2 separate regions of the Mus musculus genome follow, and region 1 is linked to region 2. Evidence: chromatin contacts called from public Hi-C data. All regions are on one chromosome and are shown on one strand. Each heading gives the region's core, a stretch centred on a gene start, on an enhancer-like site or on the middle of the called end of the contact. The rest is flanking DNA. Distances are from core to core; before and after follow the strand shown.

Region 1 (4,438 bases), core at 1,822-4,321, 580 kb before region 2:
CAAATATATGTAGACAAGTATACCCACATAGGTGTGCATATACACACTTCTCACACAAAGACCATAACCAAAAAAATAGTTCTTACAGTAGTTATTAATCATGAAACTGTGCTTAGACAAAATACAATTGTTTCTCAGCCACACGTGGAACAGCCACTAAATTGGTCATAATAAGGAAGGCTCAAAAAAAAATGCTAGTTTTCTCAGCCTACCGTAACAAAATACTATTCACTTGACAGCTTAAATGAACGAAACCTATTATTCACAGTGCTGGAAGATTAAGATCAAGGCACCAGCAGATTGAGTTCCTGGACATTGCTTGTTGCTAGCCTGCAATGGCAGTTCTTGTTGTACTTTTATGTGGTTAGGGAGAGAAAGAGAGAGGAGGAAGAGAGAGAAAAGAAACAGTGCTAGTCAGTTTTCTTAAAAAGAACATTAACCCCATGCAGCCTCATAACTGCATGTAAACATAATAACCCTCCCAAATGCCCCATCTCCACGACATAACACTGGGGTTTGGGCTTCAACATGGCCTTACGAATATTTAAATCTAAATTCAAATGATAGTGTATCAAAATATATAGAAGCTAGCATACCCTGGAAAGACCATCTGCAGTATTAAATGTACCTGCAAGTTAAAAAGAAAACTCTGAAATCATTACACTTCTTAAAAAGGTTTTCTTGTTAAGAAGTCAGAAGAGAGAAGACTTAAGGATGAGGGCAGCAATAGAAGATATTAAAGTGGGAAGACAACAGACAAAATCAGTGACCCTAAAACAGGTGATTTCAAAAGATCAATGAGTCTGGTAGACGTCTGGCTAGCTGATCAAGTTACTGTAAATCCGTGCCATGCTCAGTGGTAATGTTCAGGTCTTCAGAGCATGCAGCCCTAGCACTTTGAACTCATATGCCTCTCACTCTCTACTTCCAGATAATGTCAGAGTAGAAACAATGCCAAAAGTTCCTTCTAAAAATGTTCAAAATTTGAAACAATTTAATAGCTGGTTTTAAACTACAATCAACAAACTATCTGGTTACATCCCGACTTAAGACAAAGTGCAATTACACCTTGACACAAGCAGGTTAAGCGGCTCCCAAACCTCATCTCAATTCTAATTGGTACCCACAACTCTCTCCAATCTCTGACTCTCTCTGGCCTCCTTCCAGAATCTATGGCTTTGCTTCCCAAAGCATGAATGATCTCAACAACTGCAGGATGAAAGGAAAATCAAAGCCTGTCTGGCTAAGATGGCTTTGCTTTAGAAAAATCTTTACAACTTTCCTTGACATATCTTTAAACCTGTATATTTTCAAGTACTACAAACCTAAGATATTTTCTATCAGATGAAAAATCTGGTAAAATAGCAGGCATACAGAACTATACTGTTAAGGAACTTGTTAAAAAAAAAAAAGAAAGAAAAGAAAAGAAAAAGAAAAATATAACACCCAAATGCAGACTATGTAGGACTATAAAAACTAACCAGATACTTGCAGTGCCAGCTGTGAGTGACATAGAATTTTCCATAAGAAGATTAGCATGGAGTGGAGTTGAGCTTCATACATCACTTGTCCCTACTACAAATATATGTATTAGAAAATAGGAAGCAAGGGATTAAAAAGTCAGTAATAAGAATGCCAAAGAAACAGGAAACAGACTGGCCCGAGAAATCTGGTATAAAGTACACTAGATGTGAAATGTAGTTTGAGAGGTCTGACACCAAAGTGTAGAGTCTATGTACGAGGACAGGAAAGAGAGATTTGAAGTGAACAGGAAGAAGTGTGAGTTCCACTTTTGGAAAAGAATGCTGTCACCAGGACTCAGGCCTGGATAGCAGCACAACAAAGAGCTATAAAATATTTTCCAATATTGAGCTGACTGTCCCTGGTGACTTGAGAAAGAAAAAGTGGAGCTAGTCTTAGAGGAGACAAGAAGATAAATGCTCAATAAGAGGCAACAGAGACATTCTTGACTAATGAAGTTCCTTACCAAAAAAGAAAAGAAAAAAAAAAAAGCCAAAGCAAAACCGCAAAACCCTGTGCAGCTATTGTTCAGCTGTTGTAATATTAAAGTTTTCAGAGTATTCAAGCAAGGAAGCTGGAAACAGACAAGCTGGTATGGGGTATGGAGAGCAGAAAAGCCGTCAGAGAAGACAGATTCCAATCCTTTTGAAAACCTAAAGTTAGATAATGGCATCCTATGCTGTGAAGAAGTCAGTGTGAACAAAGACGGAATGAAGACAGCTGAGCCTGAAAATTAAAAATAGGAGCAGCTACTTCCAGACAGCAGAATAAGATGTCATTCGGGAGGGTGGGGAACTTTCATCTTTTCATGATGAAGAGGGTTCTAGGGTGGATGGAACGATGGCTTGAAAGCATGTGTTGCTTGCAGAGAACCCAAGTTCTGCTCCCAGCACTCACCTGGTAGTTCACAACCTTCCATCCATAACTCCAATTCAGGGGGACCTTATGCTCCCTTCTGGGTCCTGTACCTATAATGCACAGGATACACAAACATGCAGGCAAAACACACATGCAAAAAAGCCCAAGAGAATTAAATATATTTAAACTCTATTTTCTTATATGTTTTCATGGCCATACTTCCTGTAAAACACAAGATTTTACCCTGCCTGTGCATAAGAAAATAATCATGCTTTACATTCGATGACAAATCAATTCCCATTTGACCAGTAGTCATTCAAGTATATTTTTCTCATTGAGGAGAAAACTTCCATCCCAGGCAACTTTTCATGACAATTAGTGATTCCTGAAAGGAAAGAAAGAGCATACGTTTTCCATAAAATCCAGGTAACTATGTGTTTTGTCTGCAAGCTTCTGAGGAATGTAGATATCATATTTGTCCCAGTTTCCAAATATTTGAGTTATACGGAAACTGACCTTTCTACTCTCGCTCTTCTGGATTAAGGATAATGAAGTTGAAGCCCAAAGAAGATAAATGATAAGCACAATATCACGTGAAGAGCTGATGGGAGAATTAGCAGGAGAACCCGGGCCCTCAAGGCCATGATCATTAGGTTAGTTCTGAACAGAGGTTTTATATTTGTTTAGAGGTCTTGTGTAAGAATCACATCAATAAAAGTCCTCTTGGGGCAAAGAACGTCCTTGCTCCAGAAGAGAGACACGAGTAACCACAAGTCTAATTAATTTTTTTGTATTAAAGTATCACTCATGCCAAGTAGTTTATTGGCCCATGAATGGCTGTAAGGCACAGTTATGATTCTGGGCTCAGAGGGTACTTGTAAATGAAGCTAGTCACTTAGGTAATATTAACAGACAGCTCTGCTGTGGGAGCCATCATCAATCGCAAGAATAGGAAGTTAATAACTTCCAACCCACTAAGTACGTTTACCCCAAAATCATTTGAAGAGAATTAAGTGGAAAAAAAAAACCTTAAAAGCATGTGACTCCTTATTTTGTTGTACCCCTGTTCTTATAGTGACCCTTTCTTGGTAGTTATAACACTACTGATTCATTGAACAATATCCATATTATTACAGTGTTATTTTCCCTGATAGCTCCTGAATCACTGTCTTTTTAAAAAGGCAAAGATACTTTGTCTTCCACCCTCTTGGGTATAACTAAGTACACAAATACATGAGAGATGTAGAGTGACATTTCCTGGGTGGGACTACTTCCTTGTTTCAGTCTCTGGAGGTAGACCCAACGTTTGCTCATAGCTACATGTTTTAGGGCACTGTGGGCAAAAATACTCTATGCTATACAATGGTCCCTTAATTATAATAGAACTAATCTTTCTAGGAAGTGCAGTTTAATCTCTTTAACAAATCATTGTTGGCCATGCAGCATTAAATGGCTTCACTCTTTAAGCTAAAAGGTAAGAAAAATCACCTTAAGTTGTGAATAAAGGATTTCCCACCTGAAGAGAGGATGAGGGGGGAAGGCTTGCAGTTCAAAGTTAATTTCTATCATCAAGGACAAAAAAAAAGCTTTCTTCAAGTTATGCAACATGAAAAATTGGATTTATGGATCTGTCAGCTATGACAGGAAACATCAATTACTGGTTTGTGATGAGTAACAGAGTGACATTCCATTATGATGGCACTGAATGTGTGACTTAAGGCACTCATTGTCGCTGTTGTTGACTGGATGGCAACATGCAGTTCTTAAATCTCTCTAACTGGGTGATTCTGGTAGCTGGCCATATCAGGGCCAGGGTTAGGACTGGGAGTGAAGGACTCTCTCAAGCACTACTAGAAGAGACTTGCATAGAGTTCTGCTTCCACAGCTATGCCTTTTCTCTCTCTGTTTTTAAAAACTGATATTGTTAATAATGTAAAATATATGGTAAATATGAAGCCAAATTCAGTTTAATAGCTAACACATTAATAAAGCAACTATCTCCTTGGAGGAAACAAGTAATTTCAGACTATAATAAAAATGCTACTGTCTAAGAATTGAT
Region 2 (4,291 bases), core at 1,619-4,118:
GGGTATTAATGGCTCCAATCTCCCTGGGGAGGAAAGGCTTAGAGAATTAAATGTAGCTCAATCATACAGTAGGAAATGGCAGGCTGTACCTATGACATTGCAGAGCTAGTTCTGTTATTCACTCTACCAGACAAAGAAAATCCCTAACATATATAGGTCTTTCATAGTGTTATCAGTTGCTAGGAATTGTGGGTATCTCTCTGTGTGCTATGAGAAAGAATGAAGCTGGCCTTATGGGCTGCCTTAACCTTGAGCAACAGAACATTCCTTTTTATTTTCCAATTAGTCATTTATTCTGCTGATTCTTTCTTTCTTTCTTTCTTTCTTTCTTTCTTTCTTTCTTTCTTTACACTCTGGTCTCAGTTTCCCATCTCTCCTCTCCTCCCAGGCCCTCCCTCCAATCTTCCCTTCCCTCCACCCACCCTTTCTCCCCTTCTCCTCAGGAAAGGAGCCCTGACATACCAAGCTGCACTAGGCTCATCTTCTCTTACTGAGGCTAGACTAGGAGCCCAGTTAGGGGACAGGGATCCAAAGCAGGCAATGTAGTCAGAGACAGCCCTGCTCCCACTGCAGTAGCCCTGCATGAAGACCCAGCTGCACAACTGTTACACAGGTGCAAGGGTCCTAGGCCCATCCCAGTAGAACAGCTTCTTTTCCTATGGGATAACGTTGACTGGCCAGCTTTTGTTAGTTTGCCTTAGATTTCTTTTTCCTTTTTCTCTGAGGGGTCTAAGAGCAGTCGTAGCCTAGGGAAGCTGTGAGCGGGTTCTTGTCCTTACAGATATGTATGTAACATGGCTAGAAAAAGGAGGCACATACAAAACCCAGTCTGTGAGGCAGTTTCTCCAACACCCACCACCACCACTACACACACACACACACACACACACACACACACACACACTCCTTCCTTTGTGGGTGAGAAGAGAGGGATTTCGTGTCTAAAAGAACCATCCACCTTAAGGACAACTTTTCTCAGGAAAACTGTACAAACTTGTTCTACGTGTTTCCTTTTAAAATTGTGGAGCTAGAAATTCATGGGGCGAGGGAAAGGGGAAGCTAGACAACAGGTATCCACGGCTATCCAAGACCCACCCCTTTGCAGAGACAGAGGCCAAACAAGTGGGGAGACTCCTTGGAGGCAATGGTTTGGGGAGGGGGCTTTTCAACCTGAAAGGAATAGCCTTCATGTGTGCTCAGAAATATTGCCATTTCTGGGAGGGTGGGATTAAGAAGACCCGCTTTACCATTTGAGGTGAAAAGCTTAATTCACCCGTGTCGTTAGGTGGTTTTGACAGGTCTGTTTAGTAATTGAGGTATAAGGAATAGATCAGTCCAAATATAGTCTGTTCAGCTGACCTTGGATTAAAGGAAAATACCAACAGGATAGAGGACTTAGGTGACAGCGTTGTGGGCCAGCTAGCTGCAGCCGAAACACCCATTCCGCCCTCTCTCGGTATGCCCTGACACCAGCATCATGGCTCACGGGGAAAAGCAAGGTATTTCTCCCCAGGAGCCTCCTAGTCGTCCAGCTACACATGCTGTTCCTAACCCAGGTCCCGCTCCTAATCCTCCCCTTGCTGGGACTTGGCCTCTCCATTCCTTTCCCTTTAAAACCCTATGACTAATTACACTCTAGTAAAATGTTTCTGAAGACTTCCCCTAAGAGTAGTTCCCTTCCCTCTGAGCTACCTTGATGGCATATACCATTTTTTAAAAGTGATATATAACAGATGTAGCCTTCTGTAGACGTACATTCTCTAGGACTTGTAGTGTCCCAGTGTCCTCGGGCCTCGGGCCTCAGTTTCTGTTGCTCCTTGGGGCTGGAAAGAGCATGGCCTCCATGAAAGCCTGTGAATGGGGTCAGTCAGGACCTGAGCCTATGGCTTTTGTCCTTTACATCATTCCCTTGGGATTCTGAGTTCTAGATCTTCCATTCTGGATGGTACAGTAACCAGAGGGTGATCGAAGTAAATATGCCATTTCTGCCCACTCAAGTCTTATTTCTGGCCGTCCTGAGTTCTCCTCTGCGTAAAGCTATTTATAGGAGCCAGAGCACTGGAGAAAAAACAGAACCAGTCCGATAAGAGGCTAGGAGAGCTATAGCTGTAGATACAGGCACAGAAAGAGATGGCTTTGTTATAAGGAACTGCCTCCACCACGCTGCTGAAACTTTCCATGACTGACTTCTGCTGCGGGAATCCCAGGGGAAACACTGGGTGTGAGTGCTGTGAGCCCAGTGACCAGAGGACCAGGGGAGCTGGTGGCCTAAATCCCTGCCCAGGAGCAGAGACTAAGAGGAGAGGTTCAGGCCACAGAGCTGGAGAAAAGGGCTTCTTCCCTGACCTGTTCGCTTTATGCCAGGTTCCATGGAGTATCATCTCCCAGCACTGTGTTATTTAATCTTCTAAAAGGAGCCACAGTTTTCTACCCTTGTTTTATAGAGGAGCAAACTGCAGCTCAGAAAGGTTAAGTAACTTACCCAAGGTTTCCCAGCTAGTAAGCAATAGAACCAGGTCTTGTATCTAGGGGTGTGTGATTCTAAAACCTGAACTCTTGGTCCCTGGGCCATCTGTACCAAAAGCTTCCATTTAGTTAATCAGTGATGGGCTCAGCACCTCAGTCTGCACAGGGAGCTCTTCCAGAGGGGAGTTGGCCAGAACATCAAAGATCTGGGCCCTGGGAAGATGAGAAATGAAGAAACGATTGAGGGAGACATGGTTTCTGGCGCCTGGGCCTAGTATGGCGGGCTCAATCCAAAAGAACCAATGACAGGGCTAGAAGGAGCTCGCCACCATAAGGACTGAGTGTAAGGGAAACTCAGAAACTGGCCGCTGGGCACAGTCCTCATATTCCTGTTCCAGGAGGTTCGAGCCAAATGACCACACCAGGGACACTAGGCTAGAGATGGACTTCGTGCCTTGGCAGATGATCAGACACTAAAGCCTCCTTGACTTTAGGATTCTGCCATTTAATTTTTGACTAGGTTGTTGTGTCTAGTAGCCTAAGCTGGCCTCAATGGTCATCCTGTCTCTGCTGCCAGAGAGCTGAGATTACAGGGTAACACTCCAAACATTCCCCCCATACCTCCTACAATCTTCCCATGAGCACCCAGTAATACCTCCCTCTGCTGGTGTGCAGGACTCCAACCTGAGTTTTAGTCGGTGTTTGTGTTTCATTTTGTTTGTTTGGACTCCACCGTGATTCTTACTGACCTCAGATTTGTCTTTTAAAAGCCTTCTCACTCTTACTACTGGGAAGTCCAGGCACAGAAATTACTTCTGATAGATAGTATTCACATGTTCTGACTGTGCACAACCCCCCTCTGCCACCATCCTCTCCCATCAGTGTACCAGCATCCCTGCACTGCATGCCGCTGGGCAAGCCTCACTGGGCAAGGATTCAAGGTCCTGCCAGGGCAAGAGAAAAGGGAGGTGACCCCCTCTGGGATAGCAGCCATGTCCCGCTGGAGTCTGATGTCATCAATCTGCTTCCCTGCTGGCTCCCAGTCTTTCTGACCCTCTGGATGCCTGCCTATTGTACAAACCCTGGCTATTTGTTTGCTCAACCCTGGAGGCATTCCCCACCCCACTTTCAAGGCTAGAAAGGCCTCTGTTCCACATGGAGGCTGACCTTTTTCCTGCATGCAGGTCCTTCAGGGATGCGGGCTGCAGATCAGGGGATGCGGGCTGCAGATGAGGTGGGCCATCTGTCATAAACTCAGCCTCAGCTGAACTTCATAGCCAGACTTGATGGAAAGCTGTGTAGACCCTGTAGCCTTTGAGGCTAACTTCATGTTTCTGTGGAACAAACAACTTTCTCTGAGCCAACACCAGACCAAACTTCCTATCTGGCCTCAGAGCCCAGCCCTTGCTTCAGCCTCCCTACTTGGAGCACTTCACACAGTCCCAGATCAGAAACTGGAAGATAAGGTCAAGATCTCCAGCCATACAGAAGCTTGGCCAGCTTTGAGGTCCTCTGGATATCCATCTGGGTCTTCCTGCTAAGGGAGAGTTTTACATTTTTTAATTTTTTTAATTTTTTATTGATGTGTATGTGTGTATGGCTGGTGAGTCTGTGTGCATGCAGGTGTCCTAGAAGCCAGAGATTTCTTAGATCCCTTGGAGCTGGAGTTATGGGCAGATGTGAGCCACCTGATGTAGGTGCTAGAAACTAAACCCAGGTTCTCCGGAAAGGCAGCAAATGTTCTTTACCATTGAACCATCTCTCCAGCACTGCACACACACACACACCCCAAATATTTTTATAAACAACAGTACCTTTTCTTTCC

Evidence for each region. Hi-C and Micro-C count contacts between places; a contact is called where the count stands out from the background.
Region 1: a contact with region 2 is called in a Hi-C map of liver, with 4 times the contacts expected there. The contact joins two enhancer-like sites. A contact is called at or near these places in 1 of 39 promoter capture datasets (macrophages) and 3 of 484 Hi-C or Micro-C datasets (all in liver).

The regions. Positions count from the first base shown.
Region 1 is chr6:35,873,449-35,877,886 of GRCm38.p6, reverse strand. No RefSeq gene overlaps it. Among named protein-coding and RNA genes, the nearest start is that of Gm23273, 100 kb to the left of the region's middle. Within about 2 kb of position 3,071, at least 2 of the 459 cell types and tissues checked have an H3K27ac peak or open chromatin away from gene starts, as enhancers often do. A contact at or near this core is called in liver, where this site is marked.
Region 2 is chr6:35,296,353-35,300,643 of GRCm38.p6, reverse strand. All of the region lies in intron 2 of Slc13a4 (solute carrier family 13 (sodium/sulfate symporters), member 4), which reads left to right. Among named protein-coding and RNA genes, the nearest start is that of Slc13a4, 9.6 kb to the left of the region's middle. Within about 2 kb of position 2,868, at least 35 of the 459 cell types and tissues checked have an H3K27ac peak or open chromatin away from gene starts, as enhancers often do. A contact at or near this core is called in liver, where this site is marked.